Linked DNA regions of Mus musculus: region 1 is linked to region 2. Evidence: chromatin contacts called from public targeted proximity ligation data. All regions are on one chromosome and are shown on one strand. The core of a region is the stretch at or near the end of the contact, and the rest is flanking DNA. Distances in the headings are between cores, read along the strand shown.

Region 1 (5,558 bases), core at 2,479-4,978, 230 kb before region 2:
AACCCCAGGCAGGGTGGGAGACTCCTAGGCCTGCAGTGGCTGAACACAGCTTGGTGAGTAGCCCAAAGTTCCCTCATGGTTCCTGCTACTTCTTCTCAGGGGGGAAGACTCCATTCCAGTCCTTCCTGGGCATGGCCCAGCAGCACTCCTCCCACACTTTGGTGAGCTTGCCTAGGGGAGGGCTGGGACAAGCCTGGGTGGGTGGGGTGCTTTCTCCTTGTGCATACTGAGGGCTAATTCCTGTCCTGGGGTCCACTCAGGCTCCCGTGCAGCAGGCAGCCAGCCCCACCAACCCTACAGCTATCTCTGCTGAGGAATACTTTGACCCCAGCTTCAGCCTGGAATCCAGAAACATTGGCCGCCCCATTGAGATGTCTAGCAAAGTGCAGAGGTGAGGTCTGGGGGGAGATGGGGAGTCCCATCCGAGGACTTGGAGCACTGGCAGAATCCTGTCATCATGGAGTATGTCACAGTGAGGGATCTGCTCACCTAGTAGGCTCCTCTCTTGACTTTGCTCCAGAGTGTGGGAGCCATGTCTCTAACCACAGTCTGAGAAGCTAGCATGCACCTGGGCCCCAAGTCATACTCAGGTGATAGCACCAATATATTTGTTTTTGCTTGTTTGTTTTGGGCTTTATGATACAGGGTCCCACTTTGTAGATCTGGCTTGTTCCGGCTAATCTCCAACTCCAAACAGTCCAAGTAGTGAGTGGGCCTGCAGGATTCCTGACTTGTTCTTCTGTTCTATGAGCATGCACCAGGGACCAGAACACAGCAGCGTAGGAAGGGGCCATAGCTCTGCTGTCCACTGGCTTATATCACAAGGAATAACCCTCCCAGCTGGGAGTCTGGTTTCTTCTCCAGGAAAACAGATGTGCATCCTGATGTGCATGGACACAGTGGATGCAATCACGGTGGCAGTGCTTTGCAGCAGGTCTAACATACCGGTGCAGCGCCTGTGCCTCTACTCACACCCCAGAGCTCCCAACCCCTGGGCTATGCTCCACACTCAAGAACAGCACATTTTTGTATGTGTGTGTGTCCAGCACAGTGCTGAACTAGTTTTGGACAGAGGCAAGGCCCCAAGAGAAGCCCACAGGCTGGCTGTGGCCTTCCTTGTGCAGCTCAAAAGAGTGGCATGAAGCCATCATCAGCACCAGGACAGGACAGGGGCTGCCCAGGCTTTCCAGCCAGTGAGTCCCTGAGGGTAACAGTTAATAGGAGCAGACCAGGGAGAAGGGTATCACAGGCAGGCGACTAGAAAGGGTGAAGCACCGGGGTGTGTGTGGGTGTGTGTGTGTGTGTGTGTGTGTGTGTGTGTGTGTGTGTCCCTGACCCACTTGCTATGGTCGGCTGGATAGGTTCAAGGCAACACTGTGGCTAAGTGAGGAGCACCCACTGTCCTTGGGTGACCAGGTGACACCCATCATTGACCTGATGGCCATCAGCAACGCTCATTTTGCCAAGCTACGGGATTTCATCACTCTGCGTCTCCCACCAGGCTTCCCTGTCAAGATTGGTGAGAGGGCAGGCAAGGGGGTAACCAGGACTTGGGCATGATGCCCTCCTCAGGTTTGGGGTTACTGAGGGGTGCAGGCAGCTCAAGCCTGGCTCTCTCCCCTCAGAGATTCCCCTCTTCCATGTGCTCAATGCCCGCATCACCTTCAGTAACCTTTGCGGCTGTGATGAGCCTGTGAGCTCGGTGTGCGTCCCCAACTCCAGTTCTGCCATTTCTGCTTCAGGTATGACTATAGCTACAGGAGACATTCACAGCTGGTAGCTCTCTGATCAGCCTTAGGGCTGAACATGACCCTTCCGCTGCCCTGCCCAGGAAGCCCTTTTCCATGTGAGGTGGACCCCACTGTATTCGAGGTGCCCGAGGGATACAGTGTGCTGGGTGCTGAGCGCAGCGAGCCCCTTCGGGATGAGGATGACGACCTGCTGCAGTTTGCCATCCAGCAGAGCCTGCTTGAGGCAGGCACAGAGGCAGAGCAGGTGGGATGCAAGTGGAAGGTGGGTCATGGCCTCTACAGCCACAGGCCCAAGGTGACAGTTCTGGGCTCTGGCTGCTGCAGGTGACGGTGTGGGAAGCCCTGACCAACACACGGCCTGGCATTCACCCTCCTCCCCGAGTCACAGTGTTTGAAGAGCAGCTTCAGTTGGAGCAGTGAGTCCCTCAGGAACTGTGTGTGGGTCCCTGGCTGCTGGTGATGGGTGGGAAGCCAGGGAGTTCTGATCCAAGGGCTCCATGCCTTCACATGGCAAAATGCTGCTTACCGTGGGGAGCATGAAGAGCCAAAAGAGGGCCTGCTTGTCTCTGTCCCTGACACCTTGTTCTCAAAATTGCATGGGCTTGGCTCCTCCCCAAGCCTTCTCACTGGTCTGCTCTCCCCTCAACCCTTACCCTGAAGGGCCCTGCAGGAAAGCCTACAGCTGTCCACAGAGTCCAGGGGTCCAGAATCTCCTCAGAAGACACCTCCATCCCCTGCACCCCCAAGCTTTGAGGAGCAGCTTCGCCTGGCCCTGGAGTTGTCTTCAAGGGAACAGGAGGAGTTGGAGCGACGGGGTCAGCAGGAAGAAGACGACTTACAGCGGATCCTGCAGCTGTCACTCACAGAGCACTGAGTTGCCTGGCCTTGGGACGGCTCCCCAGGGCCATGCCTTCTGCCTGGTTTTGTAATTTATTTATTTATAAACTGTCTGCTGCTGAGCTTGGGACCTGGGCACTGAAGATAGGCTAGCAGTGAGACTGAGGTGGAAATAAAGAGACCATCAGCAGTAGGCTTGCTGTCCTGCGTGGTCTGGAACCAAGGGGACACTGGATGGGGTTACTGATGGGTAGTCCTCGCTGGAGCTGGCACTGAGCAGCTTTGGAGCCTCCATTTCTACAGCTAGAAAATAAGACCACTTCTCACGGGGCAGGAGTTCCTGGAGATTCTGAAATTTCCCTGGATGCTACCCCAACCCCAGGTTCTGCCTGCCACCCAGCCTGATGGTCCATACTCCCGCTGGGCTGGGTCTTCCTATTCTACCTACTGGGGGAAGCTCCCACCTCATCCCCAAAACTCAGGCACAGGTTCCCCCTGTTTCAAGTATTTTCTACCAGAATGAACCTTTAAGCAAGTCACTCTCTGGGGAAGGGGCTCAGCCCTGTCCTAGTCACCCCTAGGGTGGACCTGAAATGCGTACAGGTATTGGGGACTATTGCAAAAATTCCAAAAAGGCCTTCTGTTCTCCCAGATCTTCTCAAGAGTAGAGGAATGACAGCCAAGCAGAAAAGAGAGCAAGTTTGGAATGGGGTGGTAGATTTAAGACCCATTGCCTCCCAGGTATGGTGGCGCATGCCTCTAATTCTAGTGCTTGGGAGGCAGAGGCAGGTGGATCTCTGGGTTTTAGGCGACTTGCTCTATATAATGAGTTTCAGGTCTGTCAGCTACATAGTGAGACCCTGTCTCAAAAACAAAACTGTTGCCCTTGCTCCTTCCTTTCCAAGAAACCATAGCATAAACCAAACAGTGGGGGTCCAAGTCTTACTGGGTGCAGCAAGAAGGGTTGAAAGCCTTCTGTGGGCAAAGCGACCAAAGCAGGGAAAGTGAGGTCTGGGCTCACCTGCGCCACGCCCTTGACCACGCCTCTAGCGCGGTCGGGGCGGGGCAAGCTGAACCGAGACCGCAGGGGCGGGGCCGCTGTCGCTCGGTACCAGCTCTACGCGACCAGACTGGTCATGAGTCGGGCCCTTTAAGGGCCGCTCCCGAGGAGGTGCCAGGCCCTGGTGGCTCCAATCTCTTCTTCCTGGTTGTGCGAAGGCAGGGACTGACCGTAAGGCTGAGGGAGGGGTCGTGCCGGGTGTTCGCCCAGGTGTTCCGGGCCTGCCTACCTTATGGCGCTGGTCACAGTGAGTCGCTCGCCGCCGGCAAGTGGCCACTCCACGCCTGTGGGACCCACGGTGAGTTTAGCTTGGTTTTACGCTCTTACAGTTGGCTGCCAAGGTAGGCCTTAGGGAGCAAGTCCTGCCCCTAGCAGACGGCTGGGAGTAGGCGGAGGGGGACCTTGAGTCTCACGTTTTAAGGCACTTGGGAGGCCCTGAGGCTCCCAGGAGCTCGACGTAGGTAGATGCGGAATCCTGAGAACCGCCCGGGTCTGTTGAAGCCCAGATCTGCCCAAATACCTCCCACACTCTGCAACCCCCTATCCTTGCAGCACTGCTGTACCTGGACTTAGGCCGGGTTTCTCTGGGGCCTGTTGGAGGGGAGCGGCTTCAGAGGAAAGAGATTTCTTTTCCACCTAGCGCTCCCTTGTAGGAAGAGGAGAGGCTTTTGGGTGCTTCCTGTCCTGGAAGCTGCTCTCTTACTCTATTCCCGGGCTGCTTTCTCAGCAGGACCGAGTGGTAAGACGCAGAGGCCGGCTCCAGCGCAGGTGAGTTCTGTCTGACAAATGCTTCCTTATAGCCTGTGGCCTAGCTGCTGCCATTGTGGACTCCTGATGTCTTGCTTGGACCAAGGACTCACTTAAGTATTGTCAGATAAACTCATGCTTAGGTGGGAGGCAGATGCTGTGGGTGGAGCTGGCAAACATCACATCTCTGGCTTGTGGAAGAACCAGCATGGTTAACTTAGCCCTGGCCAGTAGATGCTTTCACACATTACCTGGACCTTGGCTCGCCCAGTAATCCCAGGACCAAGGGCAGGATGGGACCTGAAGGAGTATAAGTGCTTAAACAAGTTTATAGCATCTGAGTCCACCCCGAAAAGGAACACATTCCAAAGGTGCAAAACAAGGTGAGGAGGAGCCTGAGAGCCCAAGGCTGGCTCTAGGTGCCTACCGCTATCAGGGTCCTGGTTACAAAAGTGCAAACTGTGCCTCACTCCGGCCCATCTGACTCTGGAGAGCGGGCCAGCAGCCCACTTCCGCCAGCCAGGGGACTCAGCCTCCCTAAAGTTTGAAAACCTATGACCTGAACCATGTCCCCATCGCTCTGCCAGGCAGAGTTTTGCGGTGCTCCGAGGGGCTGTCCTGGGACTTCAGGATGGAGGGGACAGTAATGTTGCATCTGAGGCTGACTCTGAGCCAATGGAGGAACCCTCAGGTGAGGAACAGCCCACCGAGGACCAGACTGACAAAGGGCAAGGACTCCAGAGTCCCTGGAAACAAGTGCAAAAGCGGCACCTGCACCTCATGGTGGAGCTGCTGAGGCCGCAGGATGATATCCGCCTGGTAAGGAACCACCCGGAGCTCATGTCTATCTAAGATCAGTGCTATGAGATCTGGGGCCACAACAACTCTGCCACTTCATCTAGAGACAGCAAGGCAAGGGCATATCTGTCTCTGGAGGGCTGGGAATGGACAAGGGAGGTTTGTCCCCTGTGAGCCAAGAGCTGGGGTTATATGAGGGAGGTCTCTGTTAATCCACAGGAGGCCTCTGTTGATACTAGTGAGTTGCCCAGAGATGGACTCATACTCCCAGGGTTGTGTAGTACGCCTTGGCAGCTAAGTGCCAGTCAGGCGACCAGAGCACCCAAGAAGTCTGGGATCCCCTGGAACCTAAGGGCCAGCTCCAG
Region 2 (5,301 bases), core at 2,223-4,722:
CAGGTGGTCCAGCTGGTGGGCAGGGTGGTGGGGGGGGTATCAGTTATTGTTTCAGGGGGTATCTGCCCAGCTGGCCACTCCCTTTTTAGTTTTGAGTTGACAGAGCAAAACAGGGACACACAGAGATTATCCTTGTTCAGGCTGCATCTGTGGTCTGCCTGCCATGGCTTCCTGTTGCCTTTCATGAGCTCAGGTCTCACATGACTACCCATATCCCCTCCCCCAAGACTGCGACCTACCAACAGCCACATACCTGAGGAAATCAGGGATCAGTCATGCTGTCTCTCCCAACCCGCAGGGCTTTATGGGAAAAACCAGAGGGAGGCCGCCCAGGTGGATATGGTGAATGATGGGGTGGAGGACCTTCGCGGCAAATATGGCACCATGATCTACAGAAACTATGTGAGCCTGAATCTGGGGGGTAGGGTAGCCCAGGAAGTAGGTAGTGGTAGGCCATGTCCCTGGGGGGGGGGGTATATCTGGAATTCATTACAGGGCAGCAGGAGTCCAGTGCCCAGGGCACTGTGACAGTGGGAGGATGGTACATCTTTGGGTGTCTCCCTGGCAGGAGAATGGTAAGAATGACTACGTGAAGGCCCTGCCTGGGCATCTGAAGCCTTTTGAGACCCTGCTGTCCCAGAACCAGGGAGGCAAAGCTTTCATCGTGGGTGACCAGGTGAGCATCTCTTGCATTGCCTTTGCCTTGTGGATAAGGACAAGAGGGAGCCATATGTAAAGTGGAGCAGAGCTAAGGGGTGGAGGTGGGGGTGAGGGCCCTCAGCTCTCTGCCCCCCAGCCCCAGCCTCCTCCCAGCTGCTGAGACCCACACCTCCTGCCCCTGCAGATCTCCTTTGCCGATTACAACTTGCTGGACCTGCTGCTGATCCACCAAGTCCTGGCCCCTGGCTGCCTGGACAACTTCCCCCTGCTCTCTGCCTATGTGGCTCGCCTCAGTGCCCGGCCCAAGATCAAGGCCTTTCTGTCCTCCCCGGAACATGTGAACCGTCCCATCAATGGCAATGGCAAACAGTAGTGGACTGAAGAGACAAGAGCTTCTTGTCCCCGTTTTCCCAGCACTAATAAAGTTTGTAAGACAGAAGAGGTGTCTTTGGTGCCGTTTCCTGTTGAAAAGGGGGCTCTGGGACCCTCAGGCTGGAAAAGGGCAGAGGACAGGAAACTTGCACATAAGGGTGGGACCAGGACATCTTCCTGCTTAATATTTGCTGACCTTTGAAACAGGAAGGGGTTAAGAGCAGAAGAAGAAGAGAAATTAGGGCTGGAGAGATGGCTCAGCAATTAACAGCATTGACTGCTCTTCAGGAGGTTCTGAGTTAAAATCCCAACAACCACATGGTGGCTCACAACCATCCATAATGAGAACTTATGCCCTCTTCTGGTGTGTACTTACATATAATAAATAAATCTAAAAAACAAAACAAAACAGTGGGCATAGTGGTGCATGCCTTTAATCTCAGTACTTGGGAGGCAGAGGCAGGCGGATTTCTGAGTTCGAGGCCAGCCTGGTCTACAAAGTGAGTTCCAGGCCAGCCAAGGCTACACAGAGAAACCCTGCCTCTACCCCCACCCCCACCCCAACTCTCTCATACACACACACACATATATATATGAATGAGCTGGGCAGTGGTGGCGCACACATTTAATCCCAGCACTTGTGAGGCAGAGGCAGGTGGATTTCTGAGTTGGAGGCTAGCCTGATCTTCAGAGTGTAGGAGTGTACAGAGTTCCAGGACAGCCAGATCTATACAGAGAAACCTTGTCTTAAAAACCAGGGACAAAAAAGGAAAGAAAGGAAGGAAGGAAGGAAGAACGGAAGAAAGAAAGGAAGGAAGGAAGAAAGAAAAGTGAACCAACATGTAATGAAGGGGGCCCCATGTTGATTTGCCAGTCAGTCCCAGGAATACTCAACACCTGGCTGCAGGCCAGAGCTAATTCCCTGGCTTTGGATGGGCTAAGGAACTGTGACCCGAGGCTGGCCTGGTGGAGGGTCACAAACTGTACAGAGGGCCTCTGCTTACCTTGCTGGTGATACGTGAGTTTTGTTGCCCCCTACACATACAAGCCAAGGTGAGTTAACAAGAGTTCTCAGAGTAAGTAAGACACCGAGGAGAAGATAAAATCTTATCTAAACAGAAATCTAACTTTTAGTGGATTTTGTTTGCTTCTTCTTTTTTTTTTTTTTTTTTTGTCTTGTTCTTACTAGCCCTGAGAGTTAAAATTAGAAGGATTATCGGGCTGAAGAGATGCCCAGCAGTTAAGAGCACTGACTGTTCTTCCACATGTCCTGAGTTCAATTCCCAGCAACCACATGGTGGTCCATAACCATCAGTGATGGGATCTGATGCCCTCTTCTGGTGTGTCTGAAGACAGCTACAGTGTACTCACAAACATAAAATAAATCTTTAAAAAAGATGTCACTAGGGGTGATTCTTTTAAACCAACTGAAAAATCATTCAGTTTTATGTAATGAAAGTTTTACACAATACAGAGATGTCATAACAGAATAAAGACTCCAGATTCAGTAAATGTGCACCTATGTTATGTGGGGCTTGGATTGGCCTGTTTAAAGGTGGAGAATCATACAGATGAATTTTTTTTCTTCACCTTATTTTTTTGAGACAGGGTCTCTTACTCAACCTGGAGCCTACCTGTTCATCTAGACGGGTCAGCTAACAAAACTCAAGATTTGTCCCTATTCTCACAGAGCTGGGGTTCCTTTTTTTTTTTTTCTCCTAAGACAAAAATCTCATGTGTAGCCTTGGCTGTCCTGAGATTCACTCTGTAGACCAGGCTGGCCTCAAACTCACAGAGATCTGCCTGCCTCTCTTCTGAGTGCTGAGATTAAAGATGAGAGCCTCCGCCACCACCTGGACTAGAGTCGGGATTCTGTATGCGTGCTGCACCCTTTTTATGTAGGTGCTGAGGTGAGAAGAAGGTGCTCGAACTTGTGTAGTACGTACTTTACCTGCTGCACCATCTCTCCAACCCTGTTAGTCTCGTTTATTTTTATCATTTATTTGGTGTTTGTGTCGAGTGTGAGGAGTTAGGATAACAATTTTCTGATTACTCCTGGCGAAGGTCAAATGATCAAATGAAGCTCTTTGGGAGGAGAAAGAAGTTGGTGAGTTAAGGATGGCCACTAGTGGAATCTACTACAGAGGTTGGTAGATGGGGACAGGCAAAAGGCTGACAGAGTTGCACATGCTGCAGAAAGCTGTCCAGCTCCAGTACAAAGTGGAAGGGAGCTGGACACACCCTTCTCGGAGCAGGACCAAAAAATGAACCCAGCACCGCTGCAGACTCGGGTCCCACAAGCGAGTGTCCCCGGCAGGAGGCGGGAGCTGCAGAGCTCCGCTACCGGCTTCTCTCTCCAACGTGTTGAGTCAGCATCCGGGGCGGAGCGCGATGCCCCTTATAAGGCTGGCGGCCCGGTGGCCTACGCGTGCGTCCTCACTCTGAGTACCCCTCTGTCTACGCAGCACTGAATCCGCACCCAGCAGGCAGTGAGTCCGCTCCGCACAGCTTCCCAGGACAACCAGCTTGCAGCTGTCGGGGCCTGGGCTCGCTCACGACTGGCGCTCTTTGCACCGGGCAGCTTGCAACAGGAGCCTGGGGCGTGGGGTGGGGGATGGGGAGGCGTTTCAAACCAGAGAAGGGACCCGGGAGATGGGGTGGGAAAGTGTACCACTCTGAAACCTAATCATTACCCCTTTTCTACCTAACATTCTTCTCTTGTCCACCCCAGTGCCACCATACACCATTGTCTACTTCCCAGTTCGAGGTAAGACCAAATGACTGCAGGAAGGGGAGGTCTGGGGTAGGGGTTGCAGCCCACCATTCCTATCCTCCATGAAGAAATTCCAGTTCATTTTTTATTCTCCTTCTGGTTGCAAGTGGTCCTTGTACTTGAAATTGCTTTGAGGCTGGGCCTGAATGCTGTCCCCAAATCCTTACCCTGACTCCATACAGGGCGGTGTGAGGCCATGCGAATGCTGCTGGCTGACCAGGGCCAGAGCTGGAAGGAGGAGGTGGTTACCATAGATACCTGGATGCAAGGCTTGCTCAAGCCCACTTGTGTGAGTGACACCCGTAGTGGAGGGGGCAGAGGTAGGGCCTTAGGAGGGCTGTGACTGGGAGGCAGCAGCATCACCAAGGTTCTTGTTCCTCCCTCCAGCTGTATGGGCAGCTCCCCAAGTTTGAGGATGGAGACCTCACCCTTTACCAATCTAATGCCATCTTGAGACACCTTGGCCGCTCTTTGGGTAAGTCCTGAACCCAGGTGGTCCAGCTGGTGGGCAGGGTGGTGGGGGGGGTATCAGTTATTGTTTCAGGGGGTATCTGCCCAGCTGGCCACTCCCTTTTTAGTTTTGAGTTGACAGAGCAAAACAGGGACACACAGAGATTATTCTTGTTCAGGCTGCATCTGTGGTCTGCCTGCCATGGCTTCCTGTTGCCTTTCATGAGCTCGGGTCTCACATGACTGCCCATATCCCCTCCCCCAAGACCTCGACCTACCAACAGCCACATGCCTGAGGAAATCAGGGATCAGTCATGCTGTCTCTCTCAACCCGTAGGGCTTTATGGGAAAAACCAGAGGGAGGCCGCCCAGATGGATATGGTGAATGATGGGGTGGAGGACCTTCGCGGCAAATATGTCACCCTCATCTACACCAACTATGTGAGCCTAGATCCCGGGGAGTGGGGGTTGGGAGCGATGGGCAAAGGAGCTTTGTGTATTTTTGCCTCCCTAGTTTCCTTTCCTGTATCAGAGCCCGAAGCAGGGTAGGGCAGTCTGGGGCACTGTAAAGAGGGCCAATAGACAGCTTCAGGAGAGGTCAGCGGGTGCAGATAGGAAGAGTGTGTGTGCCCTCACGTGTGTGGGTGTGTGCATAGGGGCAGAACATGAAGAGACAGAGCTGGGGCAGAAGGCCAGGTCCTAAAGCCCTTGGACCAGCTGGCTTGGACTCTGTGGGGCTGTTGAAGAGTCTGTTCATGGCTGGATTTAAATGTGAAGCTCCGAATGATCCTCAGGGTGCCAGCTCTGAGAGCTTTACTATGATAAAGACCAGAGAACTTAGCTGGGGGTGGTAATGCACACCTGCAATCACAGTAGTTGGGTGGCCTGAGCTACACTGTGAGCTGTCCAGGGCAGCCTATGGTAGGGAGGGAGAGCATAGAAGGGATGGAGTGGTTGAATGGTGTAAGAAAGAATTAGCAGCTGAAGTGACTGAGACCTGGTCAAAGCCTGGGTGTTGGCAGCAGGCACAGTGGTGGCTAGTCTCC

What was found.
Region 1: a targeted proximity ligation map of pancreatic cancer cells shows a contact between it and region 2. A contact is called at or near these places in 5 of 39 promoter capture datasets (the 3T3-L1 cell line, embryonic stem cells, hippocampal neurons and 2 more), 8 of 484 Hi-C or Micro-C datasets (the G1E-ER4 cell line, the NIH/3T3 cell line, embryonic stem cells and 5 more), 15 of 130 datasets of targeted methods (bone marrow-derived macrophages, embryonic basal ganglia, embryonic hindbrain and 6 more) and 2 of 9 other capture datasets (adipose tissue and liver).

Annotation. Positions count from the first base shown.
Region 1 is chr19:4,267,403-4,272,960 of GRCm38.p6, reverse strand. Ssh3 (slingshot protein phosphatase 3) reads left to right here and starts at 3,728. Exons shown (of 14, transcript NM_198113.3): 1 at 3,728-3,946; 2 at 4,376-4,416; 3 at 4,983-5,214. The coding sequence starts at 3,881. It overlaps Ankrd13d (ankyrin repeat domain 13 family, member D), which reads left to right. Exons shown (of 15, transcript NM_026720.2): 9 at 100-161; 10 at 261-391; 11 at 1,362-1,519; 12 at 1,626-1,742; 13 at 1,832-1,995; 14 at 2,076-2,167; 15 at 2,412-2,781. The coding sequence ends at 2,625.
Region 2 is chr19:4,036,083-4,041,383 of GRCm38.p6, reverse strand. Gstp1 (glutathione S-transferase, pi 1) reads left to right here and starts at 3,472. Exons shown (of 7, transcript NM_013541.1): 1 at 3,472-3,521; 2 at 3,764-3,799; 3 at 3,988-4,094; 4 at 4,193-4,280; 5 at 4,593-4,696. The coding sequence starts at 3,521. Gstp2 (glutathione S-transferase, pi 2) reads left to right here. Exons shown (of 7, transcript NM_181796.2): 5 at 299-402; 6 at 569-676; 7 at 845-1,096. The coding sequence ends at 1,033.